3 separate regions of the Danio rerio genome follow, and all the other regions are linked to region 2. A link is a contact called in public Micro-C data. All regions are on one chromosome and are shown on one strand. The core of a region is the stretch at or near the end of the contact, and the rest is flanking DNA. Distances in the headings are between cores, read along the strand shown.

Evidence for each region. A called contact is a pair of places that touch in the nucleus more often than the background predicts.
Region 1: a contact with region 2 is called in a Micro-C map of caudal fin, with 4 times the contacts expected there. The contact joins the enhancer-like site here to the promoter of zmynd8 in region 2. A contact is called at or near these places in 3 of 18 Hi-C or Micro-C datasets (caudal fin, hematopoietic stem cells and an unstated tissue) and 2 of 4 datasets of contacts at active chromatin or transcription factors (embryo and gastrula embryo).
Region 3: a Micro-C map of caudal fin shows a contact between it and region 2, with 4 times the contacts expected there. The contact joins the promoter of pfkfb2b here to the promoter of zmynd8 in region 2. A contact is called at or near these places in 2 of 18 Hi-C or Micro-C datasets (caudal fin and hematopoietic stem cells) and 2 of 4 datasets of contacts at active chromatin or transcription factors (embryo and gastrula embryo).

Annotation. Positions count from the first base shown.
Region 1 is chr11:20,867,069-20,871,370 of GRCz12tu, forward strand. No RefSeq gene overlaps it. Among named protein-coding and RNA genes, the nearest start is that of pfkfb2b, 24 kb to the right of the region's middle. Within about 2 kb of position 2,978, at least 5 of the 62 cell types and tissues checked have an H3K27ac peak or open chromatin away from gene starts, as enhancers often do. A contact at or near this core is called in caudal fin, where this site is marked.
Region 2 is chr11:20,695,678-20,699,835 of GRCz12tu, forward strand. It overlaps zmynd8 (zinc finger, MYND-type containing 8), which reads right to left and starts at 1,537. Exons shown (of 20, transcript XM_687794.11): 1 at 1,437-1,537. The coding sequence starts at 1,450.
Region 3 is chr11:20,890,984-20,894,846 of GRCz12tu, forward strand. It overlaps pfkfb2b (6-phosphofructo-2-kinase/fructose-2,6-biphosphatase 2b), which reads right to left and starts at 2,478. Exons shown (of 16, transcript XM_021479801.3): 1 at 2,348-2,478; 2 at 1,857-2,011; 3 at 1-105. The coding sequence starts at 1,947.

The DNA.
Region 1 (4,302 bases), core at 1,728-4,227, 170 kb after region 2:
GTTTTTGCAGAGGGGCGTGTCCGTGGTGGCATGACAAACCTCAACGCTTCGCCATGGAACAGGAAGTCCTTATAACTTAACCACACAATGTCCGATCAGACTGAAACTTCACATGGTTGATTAAATTCATCTCCTGAAGACATCTAAATGCTAATATTGAGTCACAGTCATAGCGCCACCTGCTGACAGAAGGAATTTTGCCTTATAACTTAACCACACAATGTCTGATCTACCTGAAACTTTACATTGTGGATAAAAGTCCTCTCCTAAACACATCTACATAATAATAATGAGTCTGTCATAGCGCCACCTGCTGGCAGATTGTAGTTTGGCTTATAACTCAGCCAAACAACGTCCGATCTGCCTGAAAATTCACATGGTTGATAAGACTCTTCTACTGAAGGCATCTACATAACAATTTTTAGTCACAGTTATAGCGCCACCTGCTGACAGGAGGAAGTTCGGCATAAATCTGTGATTTCTCTGTTTATTTATATATATCGGCTTAAATTAATGTTGTTCGCTGTTCTCTGTCATCCTGAGGTCACCGGGCGGCGGTGAGCCCGGGTGCGAGGTCCCTATCATCGCTGCTTGCAGCTTTAATTATTATATTATATTTACAAGGTTTGATATAATATTTTCCCAATTTCAAATAAAACATGTTATTTAGAGAATATTTAGAAAATTACAAATGTTCAGAATATCAGTATCTTACACCACTAAATATTGATTTTTATAACTTTTCTGAAATTAAAACATTGGTATTATGTTATTTATATACATTTATGTTATTAACTTACAACATATAAAATGACCACAAAAACATGGAATACAAAATAAAAGCTGATTAGCTTTTTTAAATAAGTTAAAGTAACAAAAATAATTATGTTGAACTTGACATTAATGTTGTTCTAACTACATATTTAAAATAAGCCGAATCAACACAATTCCTGACGTTTTTTAGGGACAACCTAATTGTTTAATCTTCAATACAGTAAATTTGTAAAAACATTAAGTTAACTTAAGGCGAGGCAGTGGCGCAGTAGGTAGTGCGGTCGCCTCACAGTAAGAAGGTCGCTGGGTCGCTGGTTCGAACCTCGGCTCAGTTGGTGTTTCTGTGTGGAGTTTGCAGTCTCCCTGCCTTCGCTTGGGTTTCCTCCAGGTGCTCCGGTTTCCCACACAGCCCAAAGACATGCGGTACAGGTGAATTGGGTATGCTAAATTGTCCGTAGTGTATGAGTGTGTGTGTGAATGTGTGTGTGGATGTTTCCCAGAGATGGGTTGTGGCTGGAAGGGCATCCGCTGCGTAAAAAAAAAAAAAACTTGCTGGATAAGTTGGCGGTTCATTCTGCTGTGGTGACCCCGGATTAATAAAAGGACTAAGTTGACAAGAAAATGAATGAATGAAGTTTTTTTGCAGTGTTTGCAGAATAAAACAGAAATTAGCTTATTAAATTAATACATTTTTCTCAAATACAAAACTAAAATTATAAATCATGAATCCAGACAAACCGAGAATTGTGGTCTGGATTTTATATTTCTGAATTGCATTGTGGAACCTTGGTTTATGCTCTATGATCTTTTGATCTTGAAAATGTAGATCTACAGTTTAGCAAAGGTACTTAAAAACAATATTGTATAAGAAATGCATCAAGTTTATTACAACTCATTGCTAGGTTTAGTGCCATAATTGAAAAGATATAAAGTTTCAAACTGTTAAAATTTCAATAAAAGTCACTTTATCAAATGTTCCCATTATGCCTTTTAAAAGAGCTAATAAACAGAAAATGATCCATTTACAGTTGAAGTCAAAATGACAAGTCAAGTGCTGTTTAACAGACCAAGGACATTTGCACAGTTTTTTTTTTTTCAGTTCTCTTTTTCTTCTAGTTTTGGTTGAGTGAAAGCAGCTTTTAAGTTTTAGTTTTTTGAAGAATTTTTATATATTTTATTTTGATTGACTACAAAAAAATACTGCAATGATTAATAATATGATTTACTGTACATTGCTTGTGTTTGTGTGTGCGCATGTGTGCAAGAAACAGCTTAGATGTGATTTTTATCCAATTCATTGGCTATTATTGGTCTATCTTATGTGATTGACAGGTTGTCGTGTCATCAGAAAAAATAAATGTGAGATGGAGATAAGGCTGGCCGATTAATCGAAAACTAAATAAAATTGATATTGAAAACCTTTAATCCATCTAATTTTTCCAGGACGATCTTTTTCAATTACTTTTCCTACTACGTCTAAAGTAGATACATGACTCCGCTCTGTTAAGGCTGATTTATAATTCTGCGTCAAAAGCACGGGAATGTTCCGGCACAGTCTTCACGTGGTCACATACCCGCACACATCTCGAAAAATGTATCTACACATCGCACGTTTGCATTACATTGATGATTGGAAGCTGCGCCTGATATCTGCTAGAGACGTCATATTTTACATTACAATAAAACTATTTACATTGAAAATTATATTTTCTACTTTTGAAAACATTAAAAATAAATGATTGTTTCTGAAAGTGCATTTTATAAAAAAAAACGTTGTTCAATAAATAATCTATAATGTTATAATAAATAATAATGTTTCCTTCAATTATTATTTTATTATTTTAAGTAATATGTGTGCATATTTACTGTACAAAACCTGTCAGTTTACCATGAGGGCAAAAAAATAAAATAAACAAATAAAATAATCGTTCATTTATCGTAATTAAGTTAAAAAGTTCAATTAATTGAGATTTTGATTTTTGGCCAAATCGCCCAGCCCTAGATGGAGCACAACTTGTTTTTTTTTTAAATATTATTAAAGATGACTGCATGAATTCAACAAGAAATCATAACAAAATGTTCAGCTTTGTCAGCATTCTACTTTTTCTTTTTGACCAATCAGAGCGGAGTATCCCAGAGAGCTTTGGAATAATGCTAATTATCACTGACTTCTCTGAGGGCTGAGGCAACTCGGGTTCTTTCCCACCCTGCTAGCTTTCTCTTTCTCTTCTCTTCTTTTCTTTTTCTTTCCGTCTGACGCACTATGAGTGAAGGATATCAGATTCCCCTGAAAGCTCTCGGACAGGTGAGCGCTGCTTTGCTTGACCTCCATCTCTCACATTACGGTGCTAAACTGCGACTCCCTGCTGTTCTCGATTACACACGTTTGCCTGCACACACACACAGGTGTGATCCTTACACATCAGTCTCTTTTAGTCGCCAATTGGTATCGACATCATCGAGGCTAAATGGATTCAGTTACAGGGCATTATTATGTATGATGCTCAGACATGATCATACAAAACATGTTTTGTACAAAAACAGATGGACAAGTAGGAAAAGTGAAGAGACCAGTTTTTCTGGATTTATAGTTGTGTTTTGTAATCTGAAGACTTTTCTTCCAAATTTAAAACACAAATGATTACTTTTACAACATTTTTCGGCATAAAATAACAACCGAGTGCCATGTTTTCAGACACATTTGTATTAGTTTTTAGAAAGCACAATACCTTCAAATTTATGTCATTTATTTATATATTTTTTGAAACTCGGTCCTATACTGCCTGTCTTGACCAGGGCACCCTGTTATAAGAGATATTGTGCCTCAATGGGACTTTCCTGGTTAAATAAATAAATGAATGTTCGAATTGTGTTCTTGGCTTCTTTGGTGAACAGAATGTTATAAACAAAAGTATTTTTTATTGCAACCTTCTAAAGGCCTTATTTTAAAATATTTTTATGCATCATTATTTTTATGAATCAACTGTCGATTGGGTTTAGGGAAGGGGGTGGGCGGATAAATCTGTGATTTTAAAAACACTAGTGGTTGGGTTTAGGGAAGGAGGGGGGTGGGTCAGTCAGTCAGTCATTTAACAGCAGCCTCTGGTGGATTTACATGAGAACAGCAGGCGTGAATTGCACTCGCAAGAGAAATGTGAGATCTGCAAAAGTGTACACAGCGGCCTCTGGTGGATTCAAAAACTGCCAAAAATCGTAGCTCCTGTGACGTATTTGGTGCTCTCCAGAAATGTATATAATGGTACATTTTCTAAACGAGCGTGGACTGGATTTACTACATTTTTAGTGTCATTTAGTGGTTGGAAACTATTTATATGGGCTGGATTTAAATAAACAAATAAGTTAACTGTTACTAAATTTAAATTGTTTGTTTAAATTCAGCCCATATAAATAGTTAGCAAGCACTTACCTTAAGAAAATGTAGTAAATCCAATGAAACTTGTTTTTTTGTATGTAACCGTGTTAATCTACTTTTTTTTTTAAACATGACACTATTATAATAAATCCATA
Region 2 (4,158 bases), core at 287-2,786:
TAATAATGCTGACCTTAAATCTGCATTAATTCTAGATTTCTAAGACTTTCTCTAGAAAACACTATTATCAGACATACTGTGAAATTTCCTTGTTCTGTTCAACAATATTTGGGGAGTATTTAAAAAAATAAACAAAAAAAACTATTCAAAGAGGGGCTAATAATTCTGACTTCACTTGTATATTTCCCCTTAGACCACCGGATAATGTGCACATAATTGTTTCATGAAAAGCGCAAATTATTTTAAACATTTATATTTTCCTATTTATTGAATCTAGTATTATGAATAACCATGACTTAAAATGGATAAAACCTATCCATAGATATGGGATAGAACTTATGATTTCTTTTAAAATCATTTTTATCAGATTAACTGACAAAAATTAAACCCTGTTTCTAAAACATTCAACCTCACACAGATATAAGCTGTCATTCCAACAGGTAAAGCCCACCAACCTGATTATGTTGAAAGACAAGCAGTCAACAAGCAGGCATTTCGAAGACAAACCAAAACACAACTCAATCTGATGTGGAAAAACACTAGACCCCAGTCTGCCTTGACCGTCTGATCAGACCCCTGCTATGGCTTTCCATTCAAAAACATAAACCCTCCAAACAAAATATTAATCAAACCGCATAAAGAAACGATTAAATTCATCAACACAAACACTGTTTTGCGGTTGCACAGCCGAAAAAGGAAGTCTATCTGAAATGGCTGCCAACTCATACCACAACTAAGTTTTGATGAAATGCCTGTCCTGTATTGAGTATATTTACAACCTAAGTAAACAGACAGAAACCGGTATTTAACTCAGAAACCCAAACACAAGCCTAATTCCCTATCTCAATCCCTCTATTTTTATAGAAAAAGAAAGTCGCTTCTATTTCAAACCCAATAACTCAGTCAGCAAAAGCAATCTGTTGTATGCTTTTGCAAATTAGGCCTGCATCCTGAGCAAAATGGCCATATAGCCATTATGTCAGCTATTGAAGTCTTTCCTTAACCTACAACCTGAGCCAAATCTGCAGCTCGGTCATTCTGCCAGTCAAAATGTGCTCTTCCTCTTAAAGTCTGCACCGTCTGCTCCTCCTCAGGGCCTTCATTTTGAGAGGTCTGGCCTGTGACACGACTGTGCTCCTCTCCGGCTCTACAGAAACATAGCTAGGAGAGACACCAGAAGAGGCCATTTTGGTCAGAGTGTTAGCACAGGTCAGCCATGCGATCCTGAAGACTAAAACACAGAGTGAGTGTGATTTCTGAGTTGCTTCTGTCTGCCAGGATCCAAATCTCTCTCTCACTCCCTCTCTCTTTTGGTGTTGGGACAGGTTTTTGCCCCCCCTGTCTGTGAGAAAAGCCAGTATTTCTGCATGACACAATTCAACCATTAGCATTAGCAAGTAGTGTAGAAAGCATACAAGCAATGAAAGATCTCTTACCTCTGTGGATGCATGGCTTAAAACACACTGAGTAATGCCAATGCTTATTAAAACATGGAGGACAGACCTCCTTCTCTCTCTCTCTCACTCTCTCTATGCACAGCAGTCTCGGCTTCTCCAAGCCAGGCAAGCCAACATTCTGATTATGAAAGAGGCTTACCGATTGGCTGGTTTTTAGCAACCAAATGAAAGGGAGCGGGTGATTGGCTGACATGTTTCCTGAGTGAATGTCTTTTGTTCAGTATAGAGACAGGCTGTGGCAGGATTGGGGACTGAAAAAGGAGCTAGGCCTTGATCTTTACTACTAAAACTGAGTGAAATAACACCATAAAAACATTACTTATAGTAAAGAACATCGAATATTTGTTAAATTACCACAACAGTGACAATATACATGCACTAGACCTTGAAATTCTAAATGAAACCCTCAAACAGTGAAAATGTTCAAATATGAAGAAGTTAAATGATAAATATTGAACAAATATACACTTTTCAGCTTTAATATATATATATTTTTTGGGTTCATATTGTATGCTGTAAAAGCTCGGTTAGTTTGTTAATCATTTACTACAGCTGTTATACCTGTTATATTTAATCCAGTAAATTTAGCATCATGTTTTGTTTCTTTAAGCATGTAACCTAGCATAAAAACTACCAATATATGCACCTAATGTTTCCTTGTGTAAGTTATACATATGTTATAATAACCTTTATATTGAAATATCTAAATGTTCAGTCTTTAAAATCTATTCTTTTTTAAATGATTGGTTATGAAAATGTGAACCATTTTATTATTTTGCAAACATTTTGGATTAATACTTTTTGTTTTCCAAAATTTAGTAATAATGTGACTATTTATAATTTATTCATTCATTTATTTTCCTTCGGCTTAGTGCCTTTATCCATCTGGGGTCACCACAGCGGAATGAACTGTGAACTTATTCAGCATATGTTTTACACAGCGGATTCCAGCAGCAACCCCGTACTGGGAAACATTAATACAAACTCATTCACACACATACACTATGGTCAATTTAGTTTATTCAATTCACTTCCAGGACTCGAACCATCAACCTTCCAACAAAAACATTTTTAGAAAACAAATATCCATGAAATTTGAGTAAATGTTATGTTTGTGCTAACATTTTGCTAACATTATTAAGGAGCAGATCATTCTTTTAATACTAGTAAATGTTGTTCTTAACTGTTGTTCAATGTTCAGAGCGACTTCCCTTTTAGATGAGAAGGTTAACAGAACGTTTAGGTTAACATTTCTGGCAAAATATCAAACATTTGTGGTATTTTGGAACATTTTTAGAACACAAAGATTGCAAAAACCATTCCAGAAAAACAACACTAGCTTCACATGTGCAACCACATGTCAAAAAAAGTGCAACAAGTGTGAAATATTTGGTTATAAAACATTTTTATGTGAAACCCTTGTAAACACTCTTTCTCACTTTTTTTCCGCATGATCACATGGCTTTTAAATGAAATGTCTCATTGATTATATGACCATTAAGTTATGACAACATGCCTTTTTGTGATTTTTTTTATTTTAAAATTAGTTTTTACTTTTTATTTACAATTTATACAAAATTCAACTTTATCTTTAGCGTCAATTTAATAAAATGTAAGCTGAAGTGACTTGTAATCACTTCTATTCACTTCAAATAACTTGAAAGGTAATTTGATATAACCTAAAAAGATAGCATTTTTAAATGTATCATTCTTCTATCTAGCAAATAAATGTTTCTTTCTGTGTGTCCTGAACTTCACCTTGAAATTCTATGTGATCTTCAGTGATTTACTGTATGATACCCTGTGTTTAACCATTGACCAATGCCTACTATTTCAAAATCAGTTCAGATCTGAAAAGTCACATTGGCTTGATGTCTGATACGCCATGATCATGTGTTTCTGACTGACCTGAGAGGGTGGAGCTTGAACTTATTTAAAACCTGCACCAGTTAAACGGGTTCTCCAGCACCTTTCAATGTGTCAGCTTATGAAAAACACACCCGCACCTGTTGTTTCTTTACTTAACCAGACTTCATGTGTTAGTAACTAGAAAGAAGGAATAATACGCACACATTGAATCAAGAAAACTCAGAGCTGAATATATAAGTGCTATAATGTTGCTCCATGGAAGTGTTTTATTTTTATGCGGAATCATTTTTTGTTGTTATTGTTTACTTGTTATTGTTGCATATCCATTTATTCATTCATTTTCTTGTCGGCTTAGTCTCTTTATTAATCTGGGGTTGCCACAGCGGAATGAACTGCCAACTTATTCAGCAAGTTTTTACGCAGCGGATGCCCTTTCAGCTGCAGCCCATCTCTGGGAATCATCCACACACACACACACACACACACATACATACACACACACTACGGACAATTTAGCCTACCCAATTCACCTGAACCGCATGTCTTTGGACTGTGGGGGAAACCGGAGCACCTGGAGGAAACCCATGCGAAGGCAGGAAGAACATGCACACTCTACACAGAAACGCCAACTGAGCCGAGGTTCGAACCAGCAACCCAGCGACCTTCTTGCTGTGAGGCGACAGCACTACCTACTGCGCCACTGCCTTGCATTAATGGTGTTTTAGTCAGTTGCCAAGTTGTTCACAGCATGTTTAGTCCATTACAAATTGCTTAATAATGTATTTAAGTGGATTTAGTAATACTAAATAATTTACCAACCCTCGGTTCTATG
Region 3 (3,863 bases), core at 1,228-3,727, 200 kb after region 2:
AGTTAAGGTAGCGAGTGAGTTTTTTCGACATGTACGTCTTGCCTCTGGCAGGGAGGCCGATCATGACGATCACAGTAGGGGAGTTTGTCATGTAAGAAGCCCATGCTGTGGTCAAACGGACACCAAAAAAAAACAGTAAGACAGCATTTATTAGCACATAAAGAGTTGGAGGACGTTAGCAGTATCTCAAGTATTAACTATTATTCATTCATTCATTTTCCTTCAGCATAGTCCATGATTTATCAGGGGTCACCACAGATGAATGAACCGCCATCTACTCTGGCATATGTTTTACGCAGCCCTTCCATCCACAACCAAACAATGATAATCTGTTAAATATAAACTACTAAAATTGCACATATAAGCACCAAAGGGATAGATGTCGAAAGCACCCAGATATGAAAGCTTATTGTTAATTTACTCGCCTTCTTTTTTAAGGGTTTGAAATAAGTCTTTAATGCTCACACAAATGCTGTCTTTTAAAAACTATTATATAAATAGTAAAGTTACGGTAGCAGAGAAAGCTTAACATGCTTCAAAGTCATGCAATTACAAAAGCAACTGCACCAGAAATTAAGAAAAGATCTTCATCTGTACGACAGCACACATGCTGCAAATCCTCACAACACATACACATTAAAAAACATGCTGCATTTTTCCACACCGCAAACAAATGAATAAAATGTGCTGCATTTTCTCACAACACAAACAAATTACGAAATCACGCTGCATTTTCTCACAACACTTGCAAAAAGAACTGAACACAATGGATATGTTTCAAGTGGATCCAAAAACATGACGACCACCGTGCCGTGACAATTGCTCAGTAAAGTTGTAGGTGATGTTTTATTTTAACATCCTGATCCCCTTGTCTTTTGTATTTTATTAGCCTAAAATAACCATAAACTAAATAGCCAATTCCGCAAAGCAATTTCCGCTGTGTTCCATGCTATTTGAAAGTGTTGTGAGAAAATGCAGCACGTTTTCCTAAATTGTTTGCATTATGAGAAAATGCAGCATGATTAACTGATTTGTTTGCGTTGTGAAGATTTGCAGCACATGTGGTGTCTTGGGACACATCTCTTCTCCATCTACACAACATCTCTAGGACCAGTCTTTTTTTTATTTTTTTTATTTGCATGCATTTTCTTAAATTGCAGCACTAAGCTCACTGGGCTACCGTATAAAATACTAGAAAGTATTACAGCAACGTGCAATGTCTACTTTGACGTGATTCTACTGATATATACACGTCAATATATTATAAATTTCATTTTGAAGTAATGATAGACGATGCTGAATTTTAAGCACCAGTCTTTAATGTCACATGACCTTTAAAAGTTCATTCATTTGCTGCATTAGAAACATTTGTAATGATTATAAATGTTGAAAAAGCAGTGCTGATAATATCTTTTTGAAATGTTTTTATTTAAAAATATTCAAATAATAAAGATATTATGCGAAATAAAAGATTACATCCAGGCAACAATTTATTAAAACACACTCACATACACACACACACAAATAATCCTAAACACTAAAAAGTGCGCCTTTTACCTTGATCTGCAATTTGAAACCAGCATAACAGACAATGCTGACAATCTAAATAAAGGGCAGCACAGCAGTTTTCTTTTTTTTTTATAACCCAGCCTGACAGTGAACTTCTGTTTGGCTGTTCAGTAACAGCTGACACCACAAGAAGGACAACTGTGATATGATTCAGGGCCGTCGTTAAACTTAACAGGGCCAGGGAACAAATCTGTCATGCAGTAAACATCAACTGAGGAGCCCCCTAAACCTCTCAAAAACCCACGAAACATTTTAGATCAGTGGGACACGAAAGCCTGTGTACTTACAGCATTTCTTCTCTTGGCCTCTAGGCTCTGATTTCTTGGCTTCAGCAGAACTGGTTGGACCAGCCTCCTCCTGCTGCAGCCATGCAGACATACTGAATCTGTATCTGACAGACCTAATCACTCACTCACTCTTAGTGCTGCAAAGACAGGCACACCTGCAGAGAGACGAACACAAACGGCGAAATAATGACAATATACGCATTCTACGTTAGTGGAAATTACTAGTGTTTGCGTAGATTATGCTCTACTCAGTGACAAACAGCTTTTATTCTTGGCACTTATTTAGCGCAGTAATACAGATACGTCATTACGTAGAAAAGGATGCTGAGAATATCGTGCTACGTCATTACCGTTAACCTTTGGATGAGGGCTTTTCAACATTTACTGACAGTTTAATCCATACGCATATAAAATCTTATTGTACACATATTAAAGAAGCACTATCGCGAGACACATATAACCATACTGTTTCCAAATCGTTGACATTCTACCTCAAGAGGTCCGTGTTTTACTCCGTATCTTCCAGGTTCCACCGGTAAGTTCAGTATGTTTCCGCCAGGTGCTGTCGTTGCCTCAGCCGGTTTTTGCACTTGATAACCTTCCATGGCAACCAGAGCCAAGCGCGTGAGTGAAGGTGTGTCCATACGTCACCGTTTACTTACCGTAATACCTGCAGCAAACTGAACTGGGAAGTCAGTCATATCGTGGTTTGATTCATATTAGTCAATCTTTTCAATCGACTCGTAAACTGATCCGGTCAGTGTAGAGTCAGACTACAGTCGGGTTCCAGAATTATACACTCTATGTTTTTTTGTCATTTTTTTAAAATGAGCTATTTATTTAGATATTTATTTATTTATTATTATTTTCTTTTACAAAAACTGTTAGCCTGTCCCCTTTTTTTGAGCACAGACCTACACATTTAATTTGATCTCTTAAAAATTCCAAGAAATCAAAACTGAATTTAAAGTGATCTATTAGCTAGTTTTCTCCTAAAAAATTGAGAATATATAAATTATCAAACACGGATCAACCATTTTGATGACATCACTCTGCACTTGTGAGATAGTCTGCCCAATCAAATGCTTTCTAGAATCTAAAGTGTCCTACAGTTAACTTTTGATAGATGCAAAAACTGTGAAACCTGTCACTTGTACATATAATTACCATTTTCTACTGCATGTGGTGAAAGGCACACAGTGTAGTACTGTATATAGGAGATAAATGATTCAAACTATGTAAAAACTTTCCATTGAGATTGATGATGTAAGCTGCTGTCAACTCTCCAATTACTTAAGAGGTTCTCTGGTTTTAATTGACCAATCAGGCTGTGCAGCGCCACATAAAGATGAACAAATCCAAACAGACACCATGAAGCCCCACAAATAATTATATCCTCATGATGTTAAATTACCACCAAAAATACAATTTTGTATCGTTGAGAATAGTTTTCCTTCAAATCAAAGTTGTAAATGTTGCTATTTTCTTAATTCTTTTTGACTGCACATGCTTTCCGAAGGCAAGGCAGACCTGCCAAGCAGTGATACTGCATACACGCACAGCACGCAGTATTTAGCTGTTCATAAAGGGTCGTGTGTGTTTGTTTGTTTCCATGATCAACAGGTTTGTTGTATGTTTTTCCCCACAATGATGTCAGGGCTGATACAGCAAAGCTGTTAGTGTGCAGCAAGCATTTTTGTTTGGAGTCTGGAGAGCTATATGATTATTGGAGAATGGAGGACTTTTCTTTTATCAGTCCAGTTTGTTACAATTTAAGACACATCGCCTATCGGTGCTGCTGTTTTCGCCTGTGTAAAAACCTACAGATTACTGGCAAGCCTAATGCTTGAAATAGACAGGGCAAGACACGGGCTGTACTGCTATCCACTGTGTCTGCATTCAGACCCGGGGACTGAGGAGGAGAGAAGTCCTCCTAGTTTATAGTGTTTATATAAACATGATTATCTTTATGATGATGTAACAAATTGTGGGTATTCTTTCATTCAT